Linked DNA regions of Mus musculus: regions 2 and 3 are each linked to region 1. Evidence: chromatin contacts called from public HiChIP or PLAC-seq data. All regions are on one chromosome and are shown on one strand. Each heading gives the region's core, a stretch centred on a gene start, on an enhancer-like site or on the middle of the called end of the contact. The rest is flanking DNA. Distances are from core to core; before and after follow the strand shown.

Region 1 (3,861 bases), core at 999-3,498:
AGCCCTGTCAACTCAAACTTTCCTGGCCAATCACCACCGTGATTTCCTCAGATGATTTTGAGGTTTGAGATAATTAAAATTTTTCAGTAAAATATTTTATTGTTAAAAATTGCATCACTGAACATTTTAAATTCAAAATGTGAAACGGTAAATTTAGTCTTTTAAAATTGACCCTTAAGCGACTTTTTTTTTCCTGCCTCTTTCTAGGACTTTAGTAAACACTGTGATTTAATTCATTTAATTTCCACTACCTAAAAGTTTACTAAAAGTTAAATTTCAAAATAAAAGAAACACACACCCTAAGATGTAGAGATTAGGAGAAAGTAGCTAATTTACGTACGGCACGAATCTTTTCTAAAACTATATGATAACTAATCTATTAGATGTTACCAGTTGCAGATAGATGTAAAGCAGTTTTCCTTGAAATCAAGATCCATCTTGATGTAAAACATCACTCTCAACATGCTATTTCATCATACAACGTATAATGAGCCCGTTTTTCTTCCACACACAAGCTGCTTGCAGCTTACAACTCAAGGACCAGGTCAAGAAGGCAGGGAAAGTGAGAATTTCTTTCCCTGCTAACAACATGGCCTTCACCCCAATGACGTGTGTGTTAAACTTCTGACACAGAGACATGCATTTGCTCTCACTCTCAAGAGGAGCAAAATTTTAATGAAAAGAAAATTCTTAAATGTTAAGACCATGTCTTAACATTTAAGTAAAAAGTCAAATACATTTTTAAAAAATCATTTTTTTTTCTGAAACATAGGCTTTCTGGTGAGGTTTCATTCATTATGCTCTCCTGATTTTTACTCATTATTACTATATATAACTTCTATTATTATATAACATTTAATATGAATAATATATATATATGTGTGTGTGTGTGTGTGTGTGTGTGTGTGTGTGTGTGTGTGTGTGTGTGTGTGTGATTGTTATTAGGAGGGGAGGTGGGAAACTATGGCTATAGCTCTTAATGACAAGACCTGAGCTGTAACCACTAGTTCTGTGCCATTGCAATAGACACATATCTTCTATTCTTTAAAGCTATAGTGAGAGCTATGAATATAAAACCTGGTTGCTTTATCCATCATTAAACTGCCCCCTCACATCCCTACTGTAATCACTTGATCTAAAGCAACCCCCATCTAATCTATTTGAACACTTGGCACTGGTTTGCAAAGTTGTGATTCCTTGGGCTGCAGAAATGCCTCAGCTGTTATGGGAGCTGATTATTCCAGAAGTATTAGGTTAGATTCCCAGATCTTACTTGGTAGCTTACAACCATCAGTAACTCCAATTCCCCTCTAATGCCCTCTTTTGCCTCTGCAGGCATTGCACACACAAGGTGCATAAACATGCATGCAAGTAAAACACCCATACATATAAAACATATATACTAGGCTGTTGATCTTTTATACGTGGAACTGCTCTGGAAAAGGTGCATTAATATTTGGTCAGCCTTATTGTTTACAGACCCTGATCTGCTTCTTGTCTCTTCTCTGTATTATGTCTCAATGAGTGCAAGTACCGTCTATACACTCCCAGTGCTATGGGGCCACCACTGTCATACCTGTCTTGCTAGCATGAATTGTAACCTGCCAAATTGTAAATCAAAGTGAACATCCACTGGTAGACTACAATTTGCCGGATATTTTCTCAGGACACCAAGGAAAGTAACTCCTATGCCTACTCTTTCTAATAAGTTATTTGTGCAAGAGGAATGAGAACAAATGTGAGACACCAATCTTTTTGTCAAAGAAAAAAAAACATAGAGTCCCCTCACATGCAAGTAATAGAGTTGATCAGTTATTTATTTCTATCTATTTACCTCTAGACAGAAAATCAAACCAAATATGAATATATACTGTTCGCAACCAGAACACCAGTAAATGTCCTAAGACTTGTGGAGAGATGACACTCAATAGATCTTAGCTCTGAGTTAGAATTGCTATGTCTGAATGATAGGAATGGGTTGGATAATTAACTTGAATTGTCAACTTGGTACAATGTAGAATCATGAAGAAAGACAGACTTAGTAAGCCATTGTCTACACTGATTAGCCTGTGGACTTGACTGTGTGTTGTGGGAGGGAGAGTATCTTTTAAGTTAGCTTATAGGTGAAGACACAACAACCCTCTGTAGGCAGCATCATACTCAAGGCAAAAGATCCAGAACTACGTAAGAATGGAGAGCACACACTTAGTGCAGGCAAGCAAATGAGCATGCATGTTTCACTTCTCTCTGCTCTTATGTGCCTATCATGTGACTGGATGATTCAAGATCCTGTCACAGAGAAGTAGACATAATGATAGATTGTAACCAGAATCTATAAGCTAAGTCCTTTCTTTCTTAAGTTGTCTTTTCAAAGGTGTTTTATCATAGCAACGAAATGAAACTAGGAAAGCGAGCAACAAAAACTTCCTTTTATACATACTAGGAGAGACCTAGAATTTTATTCACTAAGTATCTGGTCATTCAGCTGTATGAGCTCTTATCTTTTCTTAAAACCCAATTTCTTTTCTTTAGTGGCTCATATATAGATATGACTTAAATTGGATCTGTACAAACACCCATGGAAGGAGTTACAGAAACAAAGTTTGGAGCTGAGATGAAAGGATGGACCATGTAGAGACTGCCATATCCAGGGATCCACCCCATAATCAGCATCCAAACGCTGACACCATTGCATATACTAGCAAGATTTTATCGAAAGGACCCAGATGTAGCTGTCTCTTGTGAGACTATGCCGGGGCCTAGCAAACACAGAAGTGGATGCTCACAGTCAGCTAATGGATGGATCACAGGGCTCCCAATGGAGGAGCTAGAGAAAGTACCCAAGGAGCTAAAGGGATCTTCAACCCTATAGGTGGAACAACATTATGAACTAACCAGTACCCCTGAGCTCTTGACTCTAGCTGCATATGTATCAAAAGATGGCCTAGTCGGCCATCACTGGAAAGAGAGGCCCATTGGACACGCAGACTTTGTGTGCCCCGGTACAGGGGAACGCCAGGGCCAAAGGGGGGGAGTGGGTGGGTAGGGGAGTGGGGGTGGGTGGGTAAGGGGGACTTTTGGTATAGCATTGGAAATGTAAATGAGCTAAATACCTAATAAAAAATGGAAAAAAAAAAAAAACTTCCTAAAGAATAGTTGTGCAATACTTAAAAAAAAAAAAAAAAAAAAAAAGGTATGTCTTCCTCTCAGTTCCTTATTCCACATAGATTTTAGTGCATAAAACTGAGTAAACCATCTGCTTGAATAAGTTACTGGCTTAGGAGTTTTTCACACTGACCTCTGTTGGTCTCCTGGGGTCTTTGAGTGTGTGTAACTTCACTACAAAGCTACATTTGAATTTTTTTAAAAAAAATATAATTCATTCTCTTTTTCCTTTCCACCCAGCGTGAATAATCGAGAATTCATGGTATTATGGATTTTTAAATGTCAGGGATTGTAAAGCTGTCCTGCCTATTACAGTAAGACTTCATTAGAGGCTATCATGTATTCAAAGTAGTGTGTAATTCAAAGCAGCTGTGTATCCCAGCTCCTCTCTTCCAGATGTACTATTGTCCTCTAAATAAAAACATCATACAAGCCAAAAAAAAAAAAATTGGATCTGTACAATTTAAGACGTCATTGTTCATGGTGTTCTGTTCATGGTATTCACTATTACATAGTTTGTAGGAATCCTAAGAATAGTATCCTATAGAAAATACTGGTAGAAATTTGTTCATAGGGTCTAAGTTTTATACTAAAATATATACTTGTGTAATTGTTAATCATGAATTAATATGATATTAGTCATCTGTCAATCATCACAAGTATAGGGCCCTTTGGGTGTTTTGAATGGTAAACTAT
Region 2 (3,311 bases), core at 400-2,899, 610 kb after region 1:
AACTTTGGTCTGTATTTTGAGCAAAATCTATGAACTCAAAGTAGGACTTAGCAATTCATGAAAATTCTCTAAGGCACAAAATGTCTAGAATTTCACATGCTTAATTTCTGTGGATTTCCACCCCACCACATCTTTGACACTCAAGGGTTACGTGTGAGATACTGTTTTAGGGCATAGGTTTTTCATGGCAGAAAAGACAGACATCATGATGAATCCCACCTAATACTCAGCAAATCCTCACTGCAAATGTCTGCAACTTCCACAAGTACTCTACACCTATGAAATAAAACCATTCTAGTAACAATTAAAGCTGTTATGAAAAACTAGGGGTGCAGTTAGAATTTTTCTTTGACTGCAAACTTACAGAAATGGGATCTGCAATTCTTGTGCCACGTGAAGCCTGAACTTTCCTGATCTTTTCTCTTGAAAGGTCTATTCTTGATACTGCCAATGAAAATAACCACCTCATAGAGGCGAGGAGGTTGGTTACGTGTAAAAGTGTTTCCAGAAGTCAGAAATATTTTAAACAAATGAGGAAGTTAAGATAGAGCACCCAGGGAACAAAAGCGAAACAGCCATTTACTACAGCAAAAGTAAACTGAGTTTTCAAGTCGAAATACTCACCAGCTTAATTTCCAGTCGGGTTTTTGTTTGTTTGTTTGTTTTTCCTTGATATTAAGTAGTGACAGTTTTCTGGATGCAAAACCACAGACGCATCCAATCCGAGCGACTTCGCGTTCGTTCAGACCCCGGAGACGCCTTCGACTCAGTTTTTCAACAGGTGGTGGTGGGGAAACAGTTCCTGGGCTTGCACCCTATTTTCCCGGTGGCGCCGGGAAGTCATGTCTTTACTGTAAAACACAAAAAACAAACAGAAAGGGAAGATGGTGGAGGGGCGGGAAAGGCAGGGCGCAGGCCCGCGGCAGAGCGGCTCGGGCCACGCTCTGCACACAGGTGTCTGTCTCTCTCCGCCTTCCGTGCGCGATCCCGAAGCTCCAGCCAGCCCCACGCCAGCTCGGCTCGCACGCCCCGGGGCGGGTGGCCCGGCGGCCCGCGCGCTCCGCAGGCCCGAGGCTCCGGTGGGGGCGGGGAAGGCGGGCGCGGGCCGCCGGACGTCTAGACAGCCTCCTCCCGCCGCGCCGGCCGAGGTGGCGCCCCGGCGCCGCGACCCCGCCTGCGGGCCGGGGCCGGGGCCGAGGCCGCGTCCCAGCCGCCCTCGGAGGGCCCCGGAGAAGTCCGCCGCACCGCCGCCGACTCCGTGGCTGTCCCCGGGGAGGGGGCGGCGGGCGCCGGCCGAGGCCGTCGCTGTCAGGCTGGCCCGGCTCCTTCCTCCTCCACCTCCGGCCCCGCCCCCGGTTCCCTCGCCCGGCCCGAAGGCCTGGGCTCGCCGCCCGCACCAACGGCCAAGCCCACCTTCCGCCTTCCCAGCTCTTCGGGACCGTAGGAGCGGGCCGCCGTTAGGGGAAGTGCACGAGCCCTCGCCAGGAAGGAAGAGAGGAGGAAGAAAGGGCAGAGCAACGGGATGAAGGAGATCCCGTTGCGGCCGCCGCTGCTTCCGCCGCTGCTTCAGCCGCTGCTCCTGCCGCTGCCACCGCCGTCGCCGCCGCCCGAGCGAGCTCCGCCGCGGCCGCCGTGTCCCCTGCCGCGCCCCGTCCTCCGGCGCGCCCTATGGCAGGGCTCGTAGGCGGTCCTCAGCAACCGCCGAGTAGTGTGGACCAACAGATGGCAGGCCTGGCAAACAGACGGCTAGTGTAACCAATAGGAAGGTAGGGCGGGCATGCCTATGATTGGCGGTGTCCTTCCTCCAGTGAAAACTGGGGGCGTGGGTGGGCGGAGCCGGAAGTAGAGCCCAGGCGAGTAGCCCTGTCCGGCTGGGGCGGAGGGAAAGGGGGAGGGAACTAGAGGAGGAGGAGGAGGTTAGCTGAGGCAGCGGCGGCGGCAGCGGCGGCGGCGGCGGCGGCGCAGGGGCTGGGTACGCGCTGGGCGGCGAGAGCCTCATGGCGGAGGAAGAGAGCGACCAAGAGGCCGAGCGCCTCGGAGAAGAGCTCGTGGCCATTGTGGAGTCCCCCCCGGGCCCAGTGGGGCTCCTAGCTGCGGGCGACGGCAGAGGGGGGGCCGGCGGCGGCGGCTGTGGCGGCGGCGTCGGGATCAGCAGCCGGGATTACTGCCGACGCTTCTGTCAGGTGAGGCGCCCGTCGGCCGCTCCGACTTGTCACTGGGCTCCCGGGCCTCTGCGTGGCTCCTGGCCTGCTGGCCCAGGTCTCTGCGTCGTGTCCGGGACCGGTCCTCCGGCGGGACGGAGAGGGAGTCTGGGAAGCCCCGGTCCCCTCTCTGCACCGCTCCGAGCTCGGCGATGGGGACGACGGGGAGTGGGGTTGGGGGTGACTTGCGGACTTGGAGGTGAGGAGAAAGTGAGTTTGTCGCGGCGGCGGTGGTGGTGGTGGGCTGGGAGCTGGACGGTCAACTGGAAAGCACCCCGTCCTGACATGCCTGTGCCTCCCTGCAGACCCTCTTCGTACCCCAGGGTCCCGCCTTTCTCAGGTTCACTACCCGGTCCCTCTCACTTCTGCTGGGCTCTCCCGTCTTTCTCTGTTACCCAGGTTCCCCCGCATTCTCTTTTTCAGAGACGCCAAGCATGCTATCACCCCACTGCCTGCCCTCCTGTCATCGCCACCCCTCCCCCTCTGCTAGGGTCGCCTGTCATTCCCTCACTAGGTCCCTCTGGACCAGTTCTTCCGTTGGCCTTGGCACTGTCCCACCGTTAGCTACTCCCCTCCCCCACCAGGTGTGTGTGTGTTGGGAGGGGGGGTGTTTTCCGTGTGGAACCTTATAGGAGTGATTGTCATCTTTCCCTTTTTTTGACCCCCTTCTCTGACAAGCACACTGTTTCCTAATTGTCTGACTACAGAGAAAGTCGTTTTTCCTGAAACTATTGCCCTCGTTACACCACCCCTCCCCCAGCCTTTAAATTACTCGTTTTTGGTTGGTCTGTTAAATTCAGTATCGGAAAAAGTGACAGTAAATTATTTGTTTCCTTTATTCTGCCGACTGCTTTTAAGGATTGCATGTAGTTTTTATCTAACTGTAAGCAAATATAGAAACAAGCTCCGGGTTTAGGGATAAAGTTTGGATAATCTGCGTTCTCATCTGCATGCATTTGTAATATAAGGGTTTTTTTTTTTTTTTGCATTCTTAACACTTGCTTCTTTAAAAAAAGATACTTTGTTTCTTACTGCCTTTTAAAAACTGTTTCTTAACCTGCACAAAGTATTCAAGCTCTGGCTCTTCCGTTTCTTATCTGTTACTTAACC
Region 3 (3,495 bases), core at 181-2,680, 690 kb after region 1:
CTTTATTCAAATTCACACAAAATTTGAAATTGTTCTTCGGTTTTACTACTATATTTCGAGATCTCAAAATCCAGATGTGGACAGTCGTTAGTATGGGCAATACAACAATATTTTCATCATCTCAGAAACCACCTTGGGCAGGGTTTGAATCAATGGCTCACCTGGGCATGATTTTCCTTCTCAGGGAACGTTTGTTAGCCTGGAGGTATTTTCACTTGTATCAAGTGAGAGAAGGGGCACACTATTCTTTGTGGAAATGTAGGGATGGTGTTAGGCATCCTGCAACCTCTACAGCAATAAATTACCCTGCCCCAAATCTCAATAGTTCTGTATTTAGAAAAAAAAAAAAAAAAACTCTAGAGCCGGGCAATGTGGTGCACGCCTTTAATCCCAGCACACGGGAGGCAGAGGCAGGCGGATTTCTGAGTTTGAGGCCATTCTGGTCTACAAAGTGAGTTCTAGGACCGCCAGGGTTACACAGAGAAACCCTGTCTAGAAAAACCAAAAAAAAAAAAAAAAAAAAAAAGAAAAGAAAAGAAAAAAGAAACAGAAGAAGAAGAAGAAGAAGAAGAAGAAGAAGAAGAAGAAGAAGAAGAAGAAGAAGAAGAAGCAGAAGCAGCAACTCTAATAGAAATCCAGTTTCTCCTTCTAATATTCATAACACAAATCACTTTCCACCCACGGTGTTTCCCCACACCAACCAAATGACTACTAACTGCATTTAGGGGACACCAGCCACTAATTCAAATCTAATGGCAGGCAGGTCCTGCAGCTAGAGGCGTAGTCCCAAGATTGTGTGGCACCCTGCCCCTCCAGCTCCACATTAGATGCAAATCTGAAGTCCCAGGTTGTTTCAAGTATACTTAATGACCAACCAGCTGGCAATTGAGGTTCAACTGAGATTCAATTAATTGGGTTAAATTAATTATCTAGCTATCTCAAAGGCGGAGAAGCAAGTTATAGTCCTTTTAAAACCTAGAGCGTTTCAAAGTGTAGTCTAATCTTTGTAGCTAAAGAATATCAAAGTGATGGCTCCCCTAACTCAGAAGCGGCTAGAAGAGGACAGACCTTCAAAAGTACAGGGGTATGATGGAAGCTCTCTTGGCCTCTCCACCCCTGCCTCCACCATCAGGCACGCGCGCGCATGCGCCGCACTTTAAGTCGCCCCTTCGGAGGCGCTCCCCCCCACCCCCCACCCCCAGGTTCGTTTCTAGCCCAGCCTCGAGTGGAAGGTGGATAGATGCTCAGGACACTTCTTTAAACCGCGAACTGTGGAACTCTACTCCAATAGAGGCCGGAGCCCCAAGTCGGAACCACATTTCCTCGCTGACTTTCTGAGCTAGCACTTCCGCCCAGAGAGGGGCTGGAATCTCCGAGACCCTTCCGGCGCTTGCGAGGGATTGAAAAGGCACTTCCGGTGTCTGTTGCCAAGGCGCCGGCCGGCCCGCGGGCCGTGAGGGCGACACTGGTGGCGTCGTCCTCTGCCCCCCATCCCCGGGGGCGAGATGTCGGGGCTCAGCCACTTAGAGTCGGAGGGCTGCCGAAACCTACTCGGCCTGCTGGACAACGACGAGATCATGGCCCTTTGCGACACCGTCACCAACCGCCTGGTGCAGCCTGTGGACCGCCAAGGTAGGCGCCGGCAGGGGCCTTGTCACCCCCAGGGGTCGGGTCCGGTCGGGTCCGGTCGGGTCCGGTTGTCGCCGAAGCCCAGGGAAGGCCTCCGGGTTGGCGCTGCACAGCTCTGCAGCCTCCCCGCCCGCCGGCCGAGCCGGGTCCCGGCGCGCTGGTGAGTCGGACCGTGGTACCGGCTGGGCAAACTTTTGCGGACATGCGGACCCGGATGAGCACCAGATGAGCCCATTCCCATGATTTTTAAGAGCATCCCAGAGTATGTTTCAGTTTTCAGTTTCGATCTCCACGGAGATCAGTCAGCTCCTGCTGTTTTCTTTCAGCCCGAAGGGAAATAATAAACACTATTTGTCAGTGTCTTAGGTAAATACCCACCGAAACAAATAAAAGGCGGACAGTTTTAATCCACGTATGTCAAGGAATGCTCAGCCTCTTCGTCCTACATTCATTCCTAGTTGGGAAGTAGCAAGACCACAGCTTCTTTTGTTTTTGTTTTTTAAATCAAAAGGTTGTATAAAAGACAAAACGGACATATGTACGTTGCATTTATAAGACATTAAAAATATCCTTACTAAAATACATTAGTGAAACGAATGTTGTTGAAAAGAAAGGGATAGAAAATGACAGACAAAACAAAAAGAAGAACACCCTCAAGCCTCCAAAACAAACCACCAAATTTAGTAGCTATTCTGAAATGGATGGGGAAAAGGTGATAGCGTCTTTAGGGAAGTTGGAAATAGGGGCATCAAAGATACTGTGTGTCTGTGGAATAAGATCTTTGGAAGGTAGATGTAATGAGTGCATTGTCTTTTTCTTTTTCTTTTTTTTAATTCTTGCTATTTTGCAGCAGTAGTCTATTTGAAAGATATTTGGTCTGTGCTTTCAGCCCAACTTTTTAGTTTAAAAACATCTTGATGCTGCTGTTTTTCAGCTTCGATTATCTGTAAAATCAGAAGTTTGACAACATTCCTTGGTATCATATATTGTGATTTTAATCATTTTTTTCAAGGTTTATGGATCTTAGGTATTTGGGGCATAGAAATACATTTTTTTTCTGGGTCAGAAATTTTCTGGGTCACTGTGTAGTCCTGGCTGTCTTTGATTCACTTTGTAGACCAGGCTGGCCTCGAACTCAAGAGATCTGGCTGCTTCTGCTGGGTCTAAGGGTGTGTACCACCACTGCCTAGCAAGGTAAAGGAAGTTTAAAATTTAAGGGATTAAAAAAGCAGACAGATGAGCCGGGCGTGGTGGCGCTCGCCTTTAATCCCAGCACTGGGGAGGCAGAGGCAGGTGGATCTCTGAGTTTGAGGCCAGCCTGGTCTACAAAGTGAGTTCCAGGACAGCCAGGGCTATACAGAGAAACTCGGTCTCGAAAAACCAAAAAAAGAAAAAGAAAAAAAAAAGCAGACAGATGGGTAAGTTCTTGCTTTTCAAGCCATAGGCCATGTTGTATAAAAGCAAGAATCAGGACAAGAGCTTAAATCATTTTCAATAAAATCAAAACTTTTGCTGAAGTTGGGCAAATTAACAAGTGCCTTGTAACTGTCTGTTATTTGTTGTTACTTCTTTTCCAGATGCTATTCATGCAATATTAGTGTATAGCCAAAATGTAGAAGAACTTCTGAGGCGCAAGAAAGTCCACCGAGAAGTCATATTTAAGTATTTGGCAAAGCAAGGGGTGGTTGTACCTCCAACTGCTGAAAAACACAATCTTATTCAGTATGCAAAAGATTACTGGGCAAAACAGTCACCAAAACTGAAGGACACAGCAGAGCCAGTTACAAAGACGGAGGACATCCAGCTCTTTAAGCAGGTATATTAGATTTGTACTTACATTCCAAATCCCTATTCTGTCTGAAACTG

Evidence for each region. HiChIP or PLAC-seq counts read pairs in DNA pulled down with a chosen protein or histone mark.
Region 2: an H3K4me3 HiChIP or PLAC-seq map of bone marrow-derived macrophages shows a contact between it and region 1, with 5 times the contacts expected there. The contact joins the promoter of Cggbp1 here to the enhancer-like site in region 1. A contact is called at or near these places in 13 of 39 promoter capture datasets (the 3T3-L1 cell line, 3T3-L1-derived adipocytes, the C10 cell line and 8 more), 1 of 484 Hi-C or Micro-C datasets (bone marrow-derived macrophages) and 9 of 115 datasets of contacts at active chromatin or transcription factors (the 230-238 cell line, the NIH/3T3 cell line, bone marrow-derived macrophages and 5 more).
Region 3: a contact with region 1 is called in an H3K4me3 HiChIP or PLAC-seq map of bone marrow-derived macrophages, with 6 times the contacts expected there. The contact joins the promoter of 4930453N24Rik here to the enhancer-like site in region 1. A contact is called at or near these places in 5 of 39 promoter capture datasets (the 3T3-L1 cell line, the HPC-7 cell line, cranial neural crest and 2 more), 1 of 484 Hi-C or Micro-C datasets (B cells), 11 of 115 datasets of contacts at active chromatin or transcription factors (bone marrow-derived macrophages, cardiomyocytes, embryonic basal ganglia and 6 more) and 4 of 9 other capture datasets (adipose tissue, embryonic stem cells, liver and 1 more).

What each region holds. Positions count from the first base shown.
Region 1 is chr16:65,456,793-65,460,653 of GRCm38.p6, reverse strand. No RefSeq gene overlaps it. Among named protein-coding and RNA genes, the nearest start is that of Pou1f1, 62 kb to the left of the region's middle. Within about 2 kb of position 2,248, at least 11 of the 459 cell types and tissues checked have an H3K27ac peak or open chromatin away from gene starts, as enhancers often do. A contact at or near this core is called in bone marrow-derived macrophages and macrophages, where this site is marked.
Region 2 is chr16:64,850,339-64,853,649 of GRCm38.p6, reverse strand. Cggbp1 (CGG triplet repeat binding protein 1) reads right to left here and starts at 1,649. Exons shown (of 3, transcript NM_178647.3): 1 at 1,414-1,649; 2 at 625-851. Zfp654 (zinc finger protein 654) reads left to right here and starts at 1,927. Exons shown (of 9, transcript NM_001347245.1): 1 at 1,927-2,183. The coding sequence starts at 1,998.
Region 3 is chr16:64,768,874-64,772,368 of GRCm38.p6, reverse strand. It overlaps 4930453N24Rik (RIKEN cDNA 4930453N24 gene), which reads left to right and starts at 1,430. Exons shown (of 3, transcript NM_026273.2): 1 at 1,430-1,632; 2 at 3,207-3,445. The coding sequence starts at 1,506.